2 separate regions of the Mus musculus genome follow, and region 1 is linked to region 2. A link is a contact called in public HiChIP or PLAC-seq data. All regions are on one chromosome and are shown on one strand. Each heading gives the region's core, a stretch centred on a gene start, on an enhancer-like site or on the middle of the called end of the contact. The rest is flanking DNA. Distances are from core to core; before and after follow the strand shown. Region 1 overlaps Nipa1 (non imprinted in Prader-Willi/Angelman syndrome 1 homolog (human)). Region 2 holds the start of Nipa2 (non imprinted in Prader-Willi/Angelman syndrome 2 homolog (human)).

The links. HiChIP or PLAC-seq counts read pairs in DNA pulled down with a chosen protein or histone mark.
Region 1: a contact with region 2 is called in an H3K27ac HiChIP or PLAC-seq map of epiblast stem cells. The contact joins the enhancer-like site here to the promoter of Nipa2 in region 2. A contact is called at or near these places in 2 of 39 promoter capture datasets (embryonic stem cells and liver), 2 of 484 Hi-C or Micro-C datasets (embryonic fibroblasts and reprogramming fibroblasts), 3 of 115 datasets of contacts at active chromatin or transcription factors (embryonic stem cells and epiblast stem cells) and 2 of 9 other capture datasets (adipose tissue and pancreatic islet).

Annotation. Positions count from the first base shown.
Region 1 is chr7:55,997,212-56,002,546 of GRCm38.p6, forward strand. Nipa1 (non imprinted in Prader-Willi/Angelman syndrome 1 homolog (human)) reads right to left here. Exons shown (of 5, transcript NM_153578.3): 2 at 305-352. Among named protein-coding and RNA genes, the nearest start is that of Nipa1, 20 kb to the right of the region's middle. Within about 2 kb of position 1,965, at least 39 of the 459 cell types and tissues checked have an H3K27ac peak or open chromatin away from gene starts, as enhancers often do. A contact at or near this core is called in epiblast stem cells, where this site is marked.
Region 2 is chr7:55,960,886-55,965,633 of GRCm38.p6, forward strand. It overlaps Nipa2 (non imprinted in Prader-Willi/Angelman syndrome 2 homolog (human)), which reads right to left and starts at 1,608. Exons shown (of 7, transcript NM_001256130.1): 1 at 1,315-1,608; 2 at 567-687. It overlaps A230056P14Rik (RIKEN cDNA A230056P14 gene), which reads left to right and starts at 1,646. Exons shown (of 6, transcript NR_015495.2): 1 at 1,646-1,787.

The DNA.
Region 1 (5,335 bases), core at 715-3,214, 37 kb after region 2:
GTGACAAACCACCTGATTATTTTAAAAAAATCACAGTTTATTATTTAAGTTATAGAACATGATCTTTGGTCTGCCGCTGGAGCCCCTGCCACCTTCTCCCAGGTCAGCCATTCCACACTTTCCCATCTATTCTCTTTCAGCAAAGAGAAGGACAACAGGAAAAGAGAGTGAATCTGAAGTGCAGAGAGTAGAAGCATGGGAGGACTTTCAAAGCCACACTCATCTTGCCCTCTCCATCCCCACCCATGTGATAACTTTAGAAAAAAATATAAGAAGACTGTAAGCTACTATATAAACCACTTACTTGCAATTGTGCCAGCCCACCACACAATGTCTGTTAGGTAGGAAGTACCTATAAAAAAAGGTGAGAATATCAGGAAAGCAAGCTCATTTAGTGCTGTGTGTGTGTGTGTGTGTGTGTGTGTGTTTATGATGTATATACACATGTCTATAGGCTGATGGGATTTATTAGACTGGGGGCCATCACGCCCTAGCATTTCATCTGTTGGTGCTCTGGAGTTACAGATACTCATGACGCATTCCAAGATTTCTACATGGATGCTAGGATATGAACTCAGAGCCTCAGCAATTGCACAGCAAGCCCTAGCAAATTACCTGTTTGTGCTATGAAGTTACAGATATTTATGACAAATTCCTATCATTTCCTACATGGGCACTAGGATATGATTTCAGAGCCTCCGCAATTGCACAGCAAGCATTCTTACTAACTGAGGCATCTCCCCAGCCTTGGGAAGAAGGTTTATAAACCGTATGTAAGTACTGGAGAGATGGCCCAGAAATTAAGAGCACTTACTACCCTCGCAGAAGACCCAAGTTCAATCCCTGGCATCCACACCAGGCAGCTCACAACTGTCTATAACTTCAGTCCAGCCTCTGAAGACACATGTACACCACCTACCACCACAATCACCACCACCACTACCACCACCACCACCACCACCACCACCACCACCACCACCACCACCCACATGCTGAGAAGGCCAGGCTGATTCCATAACAGGCTTCAAATTGTCAGTTAGGAAGACTAAGCCTAAATCTTTGTTTCTAAGAACTGGGCAATTCCAGGCAAGTCTAGGCCTCAGAAGCTGCCCCATCACCTGGCCTAATGAGGCAAGGACAATGGGTCAGCAGCAGTTTCCAGACTTCCTCAGTTACTTTGTCAGCAATGGTTTCCAGCCCCCATGTCCCAGTAATGGAAGATAAGGGTCAACTACCCTAGAATGTCCTACTATGTTTTAAATCAGGCCTTTGAGCACACTTGGTAGCCTGTGAACACACTTGGTTGTCTCTCTATCTTGGTAATGGGAGACCCCAGCATGCTGGACTTGTGCAGAATAAAACAGTCTGCGTTTACATACTATTTGAGTCCTGGGTATCATTCTTTGGTGAATTATAGACTCTTACAGTGTGTAATTAAAATTTTTCAACCTTTAAAAAAAGTTATTATATACATTACCAAGTAAGAGATTCACAATGACACTTAGAGAACTCCTCACATGAAAACTAAGCAAAAAGGAGTGAGTGTTAACTTGCTTACTCAGCTCATTAGTAATCTTTAGTCTATCAATGGGCGAGAAGCCACTGAAAGTAGTAAAGTGGGGTTTGGATGGGTTGTTTTGTTTTTTCTCAACCAACCCAGGCTGACAAACAACTTGCTCATAGGTTGGTGTTCCTTGGCTAAATAAGTCACAACCTAAAAAATATTCTTGGGACTCTCCATCCTATTTTCCTGCCTCACTGGGAAATAAATTCTATTTATCATTGCTGTGTGAATGCAGGGCTATTTATTTTCCATATACCCCGACTTTAAGGTGATTATCAAGTCCAGAGGGAACTCTATTTCCTCACATTCTAGTGGTTAGACAAAAGCCAGCAGCATTCCTCAGGAACTGTGAAGCCAGTTCCCCTCTACCAAAACTAGTCATTTCCCTTATCCCTGGCAGAAGGACAAAGGGCTCTCTGTGGGTGGTGTTTATCAGCATAACAAAATGCAGGCTAGCCTCCAGGCTCCCTCAGTATCTGCGTGCTTATTACACATTTCAGAGTCCATCTACTCTTCTCCATCCCCATCCTAAACTTGCACCATTCAGGAGCGTCCCCTCGCCCCCCCCCCCCCCAGCCATTCATTCTCCATATAACCTGCTCTTTGGGCTGTGCTCCCTCTTCTGCCTGTCCTCGGCCCTCCTCTCTGTCTCCCCCACTCCTACTCTGCCTCTCTCTCTGCTCTCTGCCTTTGCTTGTCTCCTGACCAGGTCCAGCCTGCTGGCCATGGTCAGCCTGCTACTTTCTCTCTCTGCTCTGGACTCTTCCTGATGCCTCTGGCTGTTCTCTCCCTCATAGCTACACTAAAAACTTTGCCTTTACCCATATCATTGAGTGGTCGTGTTGCCAGTTTATGCAGTGACATCCTGTTACCTGGGAAATTATCTCCATATCCTTAGGTTAGTGTGCTGTCTACAGTAAAATGGTCAGGGGAATTTGAGAAAGGTAATCGACAACACAACGAAGGTATATAAAGTCTAATGGCTGGAAAGTGGGGAGTCAGTTTAGTTAGGAGTCACCAGGCTGTGTCAGTCGGCAGGTGCTGGGAAACTGCAGATCCCTGAGCAAGAAGAAAATATATGCTTGTGTGTGTGTGTGTGTGTGTGTGTGTGTGCACGCATATGCATGTATGTCTGTAAAGGTCAACAGACAACTTCCAGAAGTCAGGTATCTTCTCTCACCGTAAGTCCCACAGATTAACCTCACTCAGGTCCTAGGCTTGCACTGAATACACTTTCAGCCAATGAGTCATCTGAGCACTCATGAGGACTTCTGACGTTGGAGCAAATCCGTCTTGCACTATAAAATGGCCGGGAATGGAATGCTGTGCTTTGAATATGAAATGTGCCCCAGAAGATCATGTGTTTGGAAACCTAGTCCCCAACTTCTTGTGCTGTTGAAAGGTTGGAGAACTTTAGAAAGTAGAGCCCTCTCTGCCTCCTGACTGCAGACTGTGACCAGCTGCCTCACGCACCCGCAGCCTTGTCTTTTGTAACATAACGGACTGGATTCCTTCTTAATCTGTAAGGCTTATGGAATAAACTCTCCATTAAGTTGTTCCCTGAAAGGAATTTGGTGACATCAAGTAGCAAAGGAGCTGATAGCAACGATCACCCACAGCGCAACTGTTGCCCAACAGCAGGAATCCTGTGAATTAACAAGATGCATGACCAAGGAGAGGATCAGATCCTAAAGGCGCCAGGATAAACACATAAAAGCAGCCAATATTACGGGAAAAGTGGAAACGTTCCTGAACACTGGGTATATGAAATAAAAACCATAATGTCAGAAAAGGTGCACAATATGTAAGTGACCCATTAATGGTGACAGATGCCCAACCTTGGTCTGTCTCTTTCTCTCTTTTGTTTTGTTTTTTGGTTTTTCGAGAGAGGGTTTCTCTGTGTAGCCCTGGCTGACCTGGAACTCACTCTGTAGACCAGGCTGGCCTCGAACTCAGAAACCCGCCTGCCTCTGCCTCCCAAGTGCTGAGATCAAAGGCATGCACCACCACTGCCCAGCTGCAACCTTGATCTCTTCTGGGACCTAGACCTCACCTAGCTCTGCTGTATTTCCAAGTTTGCTTATTTCTTTCATCTAATAAACTATCTTTTCCCATTCTATGTGTCTTTGTCCAAATCACTGTTTGCAGACACAAGAACCTGACAATTTTAGCAGCTGTGCTCTGAAGTCACATGTGCACCTATAACCACTGTCATATCAGGCAGCTAGGAGGGAAGCAGGAAAGGCTTTCAAATGTTCTCATCCTTAACAAGATTACCTACCACAGCATAATTCTCTCCTTCCTCAAACACAAGGAAACGATGGGAAGTTCCCATGGAATGCCTGATCAAAGGCTGAGGAACCCATATTCAAACACTTTTTTAATCTTTCCCTTCCAAGGTGCCCAGGCTTAGTTCCTAATGATATAATAAAGACCATGGCCAAAACCAACATGAAAGGAAAGCTTTTTTGGCTAACATTTCCCAATCACACACAGAGCATCATTGAGAAAAGTCAAAGCAGGAACCTGAAGGCAAGAACTGAAGCAGAAGTCATGGAGAAACACTGCTTACTGGCTTACTCCTCATCGCTTACTGAGCCTGCTTTCTTATACAACTCAGGGCTGCTTGCCCAGAGATGGCAGCCCCATGGTGAACCGGGCCATCTTACATCAATCATCATTCAGGAAAATGTTCCACAGACTTGCTAGTAGGCAAATCTGATAGAAGCATTTTCTAAGATTAAACTGGTAAGTGTTTATCTGGGAGAGTCTACCTTCAAACTTGGAAGTTCATAGGAACCCACGTGGACCCCAGCCAACTTATAAGATACCCTCCCAGAGTTATACACACATGGAGCTGCCTGTCACCCAAAGGCATAACTGGTCACATGGGCAACAAAGACAGTGATGTCACATGACCAGCCAAAGTGGCAACAAGTATGGGTTTGGCATAGTGTTGTAGTGTTGGAGACGCAGACTTTCTCTTAAAACCACTGGCATTCACTGTCCACATCCACTATTCCTCCTAGCTTTCTGAAGACTGGGCATGACATGGTATGGCAAATTCATATGGGACTCGTAACCACACCACAGCAGCTCTCACCCTCTGCACCCTCCTCTTGGGATAATTCTCCAGGACCCTCTCCTGACCCTGCATTGGGGAGGAGCAGGATTCAACCCTGGCCCGTGAAGGTTCTCAACACCTGTCTTCTTCACATGCAGACACCATCTGTGACTCCTAACTGACTCTACTCCCCATTTTCCTACCATTAGGCTTTTATTTACTTGTGTTCTCTCATAGGCTACTTTTCTCAAATTCTCCTATGCATTTACTGTAGGCAACACTAGCCTAAGGAAATGGAGGTAAGACATCACCTTAAGGGTGAGGTCTAAGGAAAACATGAATGCCATTGCATTAAATGGCAGTCTAAAAGCAAAAGCCATAGTCATGCATTCAAGCAAGCTTTTTCTCTGAAACTAGTCACCTAATAACTTAAGAGGCAGGGAGCATTCCATCTAAGTAAGAGAATCTCAGGGCAGAGATATTGCAAGACTTAATCCTAAGACAGAGAAACAATTTAAGCAAGTAGTTCAACCCTCTGCCAAAAGAACGAGTAAATCTAGAAGAATTGGATGTTAAAACTGGTGCTTTTTTTTTGTTTTGTTTTTGTTTTTTCGAGACAGGGTTTCTCTGTATAGCCCTGGCTGTCGGCTGTCCTGGAACTCACTTTGTAGACCAGGCTAGCCTTGAATTCAGAAATCCGATTGCCT
Region 2 (4,748 bases), core at 358-2,857:
GGAGTCCAGGCTGGCCTTGATCTTGAAATCATCCTGTCCCAGCCTCCGGAGTGCTGGAATTACAAGCTTGTATCACCATACCTGGCTGTAAAAGTTCAGCTCTTAAGTCTACTTCTACATAATGTTTACTACTATCTAAAGCTTATAGCAGTCTCAGCTTCAGGTTTAGCTCATTTTTCTTGTGTGTGCACACCTAGTAGTGGTATTTCCCGTATCTGTGAAAAACTAAAGAAAACAACATTATCAGTCATTCTCCACCTTATTTTTCCTGATGGGGCCTCTCAATCAACCTAAAGTTTACTGACTCAACAAGACAAGCTAGACAAGAGGTGGGCAGGAACCTCCGGGCAGTGGTGGCGCATGCCATTAATCCCAGCACTAGGGAGGCAGAGGAGGCCAGCCTGGTCTACAGAGTGAGTTCCAGGACAGCCAGGACTACACAGAGAAACCCTGTCTCTATAAAAATCAAAACAAAAAACAACCAAACAACCAAACAAAAAAATACTACAGAACCTAATCTCCGATCTAACTTAGCAATACTGTTAGAAATTAAAATTTTAACTTACATGTAAGTTTAATATGGTCTTTCTTTTAAAAAACAGAGATGATTTATTCATTCTCATTTTCTTGGAAACGCTATCCTTTATTCCCATTTAAAGTATTTAACCACGGCAGAGTAGTTCCACCCTGGAAAGAAGAAAATATGGAAGTAGGTGAAAGGACAGAAAATTACTAAATACTTAGATATATAGTTACTGGCCTTCCTGTTCTTTCACTTAGTAAGTACTGTAAGAGCTTCTACATACAGCTTACTGGAATGAAAAACGTCAAATCTCAGACTTCCTCTTTTAACTTTAAAAATAATTAATATGGTATCAAACGGGCACATGATATAGAATCTAAAGAAACTGCACTCAAGACCACTCCTAAACTAAATGCCTTGCCATTATCGTAGAGAAATCAAAGAAGCAGGAACCCCAAACCCTGCATTTTGTGTAAACCCTATTAAGTGCCAGGGAACTGAGTCAAGCAAGCTCAAAACGTTACAGCAAGCCGAAACCATCTTCTGAAAACTCACGAAGGCAAATAAAACTGATATGCAGAACTTAACGAGTACGCGACCGGACAGGGCCAACCAGCCAGACTTCTGCCGGATTGAATGGCAATCAATCCGACTCACTGCGGATCACCAGGGAAGCTGCGTCCACCCCAGAACACGCGAAAAAGCAAGTCGCCCCGGGGCCCTTCTCCGACCTCAGGCGGCCGACACAGCCCGCAGCTCCGCCCTGGAGCTCGCTTACAGGAAGTAGCTACCTTAGGGCCGTCGCAGGCCGGCGGGCGACTCGGCTCCCTCCGGGACGCGACCCCGGTGCCCGCTCAGACCCCCACGCAGGCAGCTCGCTCCTGCGCGCACACAGCCACCGTCTCCGGCGACGTCCCGCGGGAAGTTCGTGCATCCGAGACTGCAGTGAGCGCCGCCTCCTCCATGGGAGAGCCGAGAGGAGCCTACCTCGGACAGCCTTCGGCCGCACCGCGGCCAGCACCAGAAGAGCCGCCGAGAACCTGCCGGGAAACCTGGGCGCAGACTAGTGACGTAAACCGCGCGCGCTGGGCAGGCACAGCTCAGGCCCCGCCTCCGCAAGGCTCTTCGCCCCGCCCTGACAGCGAGCCGGAGGAGCCGTACCTTCTAAGGTCATCTTTGCTCACCTACTCATCAAAAATCCAGCCCTGTTATTTAAAATCCGATTTCCTGGGAGTCTTCACGTGGGACCTTTGGGATGGAGGAGGTGGGTTTGACCGCAAAGGGCGGAAGTGGGCGGGACAAGGAGGCAGGTTTCCAGGGAAGAGACAGTAAAGCTTGTGGAGGAGGACCTTGTGATTTGGACAAGAGATCTTTTCCACGAGATGCACAGGAAACAAAGTAATAGCTTTTTCTCGGCTGCTTTTGCTTTGAAAAGACCATTGAAGGCTGCTGAAAATCCTTGTTTACAGGATATGTTACTCCAAGAACATTTGTTTGGGTGTGTTTGGGAGGGAGATCCTTGTAAAATGAATTATACATTTATTGAAACATTAAAAACAGCACTGTAGTTTTCCTATCTCCTATGCTAATGCTTTGGACGTGATGGTCTAAAACATTGAGGGAGTGGCTAAGTAGCTAATTTAAAAGCTACTCTGCTGTGAACTTGACAACCAGATACCCAAGTGTCTTAGAACTGGCTCTTGAGGACTTATTTTGCTCAATTTTTAGGGTAGGCTAATTTCTAGATGACATGCAAGTGGGACTTTGATGATCAGGTAAATACAGAATGACTCCAATTTTTCCACCTTTCCATGTGTCCACAAATTTTACAGTACCTGCATCTCCACTCTCCCTGAATCTGCATTGGCTGGGGGAATGGTATTGAGCAAAGAAAAATGCAATGAAACTTGATAAGAAGCCCGGACTGGTGGGCAGGAGGGAATAATGGAGAACAAATGTAGTACAATGTAGACCAGGAACAAAGCCACCATACTGACTTCCTTCCTGGCTAACTCAGAATTGCTGGCAAGGGTCAGGTTGGTTCACATCAGCAAAACTGCCCCACTGACCCATCGGCCTAAAAGAAAGAATAAGTGATTGCCACCTCATTTTGGTTTAAATTGATAGGCAGCAATAACTTAACTGATAAAGATGGCAACAGACATCTCCAAAGACCTGTTGATTATCATAAAGGCACTGGTTGGTTCATTTGAACAGGTGTGTGCCGTATGTGGGATCAGCATTGTAATTTAACCGTGGTAGAGAATTATCTTGTGGCACCTCCCTCTCCCTTCCCTTCCTCCTTCTCACTCCCTCCTCCCCATTGTCCTAAACATCCAAGGTACAGATCCTTCTCATCCATCTGCTTTCATCATTACAATCCTTTAGCTACTGTCACACTCATTATCTGGTCCTCCAAGCCAGTACTCACATCACACAGTGGAGTGAGTGTGGTGTGTGTGTGTGTGTATGTGTGTGTGTGTGTGTGAGTGCCTATTTAGTATGCTGCGGGCTCCTTAAATGCGCAAATCATTTTTCTAAGTCATAATGTTCCATATCTAATATTGTGTGACTGTTCAAGCAGTGATCATGGGTACCTTTAAAGTTTTAAAATCTAATTTTTGTAGGCCCTTAGGAGACAGAAACAGCAGGATTGCCACAAATTGAAGACTAGCCTGAGCTACATACACATTTTCAGGGAAGCTTGGTTACAGCGTGAGACATTGTTTCCAAAGGAAAACAAAACAAAAGAAAAGTTAAATAATATTGTAATTCTCATATGTTCCTGATGGAATTTAAACTAGCACAACCTTGGGAAATGGACTGACAGCTTCTACAAAAGTTGAATATAGTTAAACATGGTAGCAGATACCTTTAATTCCAGCACTTAGAAGGCAGAGTTCAACCCAGTCTGGTCTACACAGGAAGTTCCAGGACAGATAGGGCTATATAGACAGATGGTGTCTCAAAAAAAAAAAAAAAGCTAAACATACTACAACCATATGACCCAACTGTTTAAGTTATCTATCAAAAAGAAATGAAAACATTCATATAAGCATGAGAGAAATTGTAAATAAATATTCTATAGCTACAGCGGTTATATTTGCAATGACAACAAGCACACCTGTACACATCGCAAATAGCCTAATGTGAGTGGGAAACTAGCCAGTAATAAAACGAAGTGAACTACTGATAGATGCTATAAAATGACTGAGTCTCTGAGAAGTGAAAGCCAGCCTCTCCTTGTACATAAAATATCTGGCTAAGAGAATTAAAAGGAAATGGGAGCTGGAGAGAGGGCTCAGCTGGTAAGAACACTGGCTGCTCTTCCATAAGACCAGGGTTCGATTCCCAGCACCCACATGGCAGCTCACCAGTGTAACTCTAGTTCCAGAGGATCTGGCACCCTTGCACAGACAAACATGCAGGCAAACACATCAATGCACATAAATAATAATAAATCTTGGAAAAGAAAATCTAGGGACTAGGAAGTAGCACATAGTGACAAAAAGTGATGGTGTGGGCACGGAGGGGCAAGAAAAGCAGGTTTCAAGGACCCAAAGGAAACTGGCATAACGACTGTTTTCAGTTTTGTTCCTGATGTGACTTTCATCACATACACTGCATGATATGCTTGTGGTGGTTTGAATATGCTTGGCCTATTATTAGGAGGTGTGGCCTTGTTGGAGTAGGTGTCACTGTGGTGGTGGTATTTGAGGTCAGATATGCAAGCTCCACCCAGTGCACAGAGAGTACCCTTCTCAGTGCCTTTGAATCAAGATGTACTCTTAGCTCCTTCTCTAGCACCATGTCTGCCCCAATTAAATGCTGTCTTTTATAAGAGCTGCCTTATTCATGGTGCGTCTTCACAGCAATGGAATCCTAACCAAGAAAACACACTAGATGATTACAACCTCTTATGTGCCAATTATACCTCAATAAAGCAATTAAATCCTGTTTGTCACTTCTACAAAACCAGTCAAGATGCATAGTAGTTTTTTGTTTGCTTTTGTTTTCTGAGACCAATTCTCACTAGGTAGCTATACCTATCCTAGAACTCACCAGGCTTTGAACTCACAGAGATCTACTCACCTCTGCCTCCCCAACTCTGGGATTAAAGGCATGCACTACTGTACCCGGCAGATAGTATTTTTTTGTTTTGTTTTTCAAGACAGGGTTCCTCTATGTAGCTCTGGCTGTCTTGGAACTTGCTCTGTAGACCAGG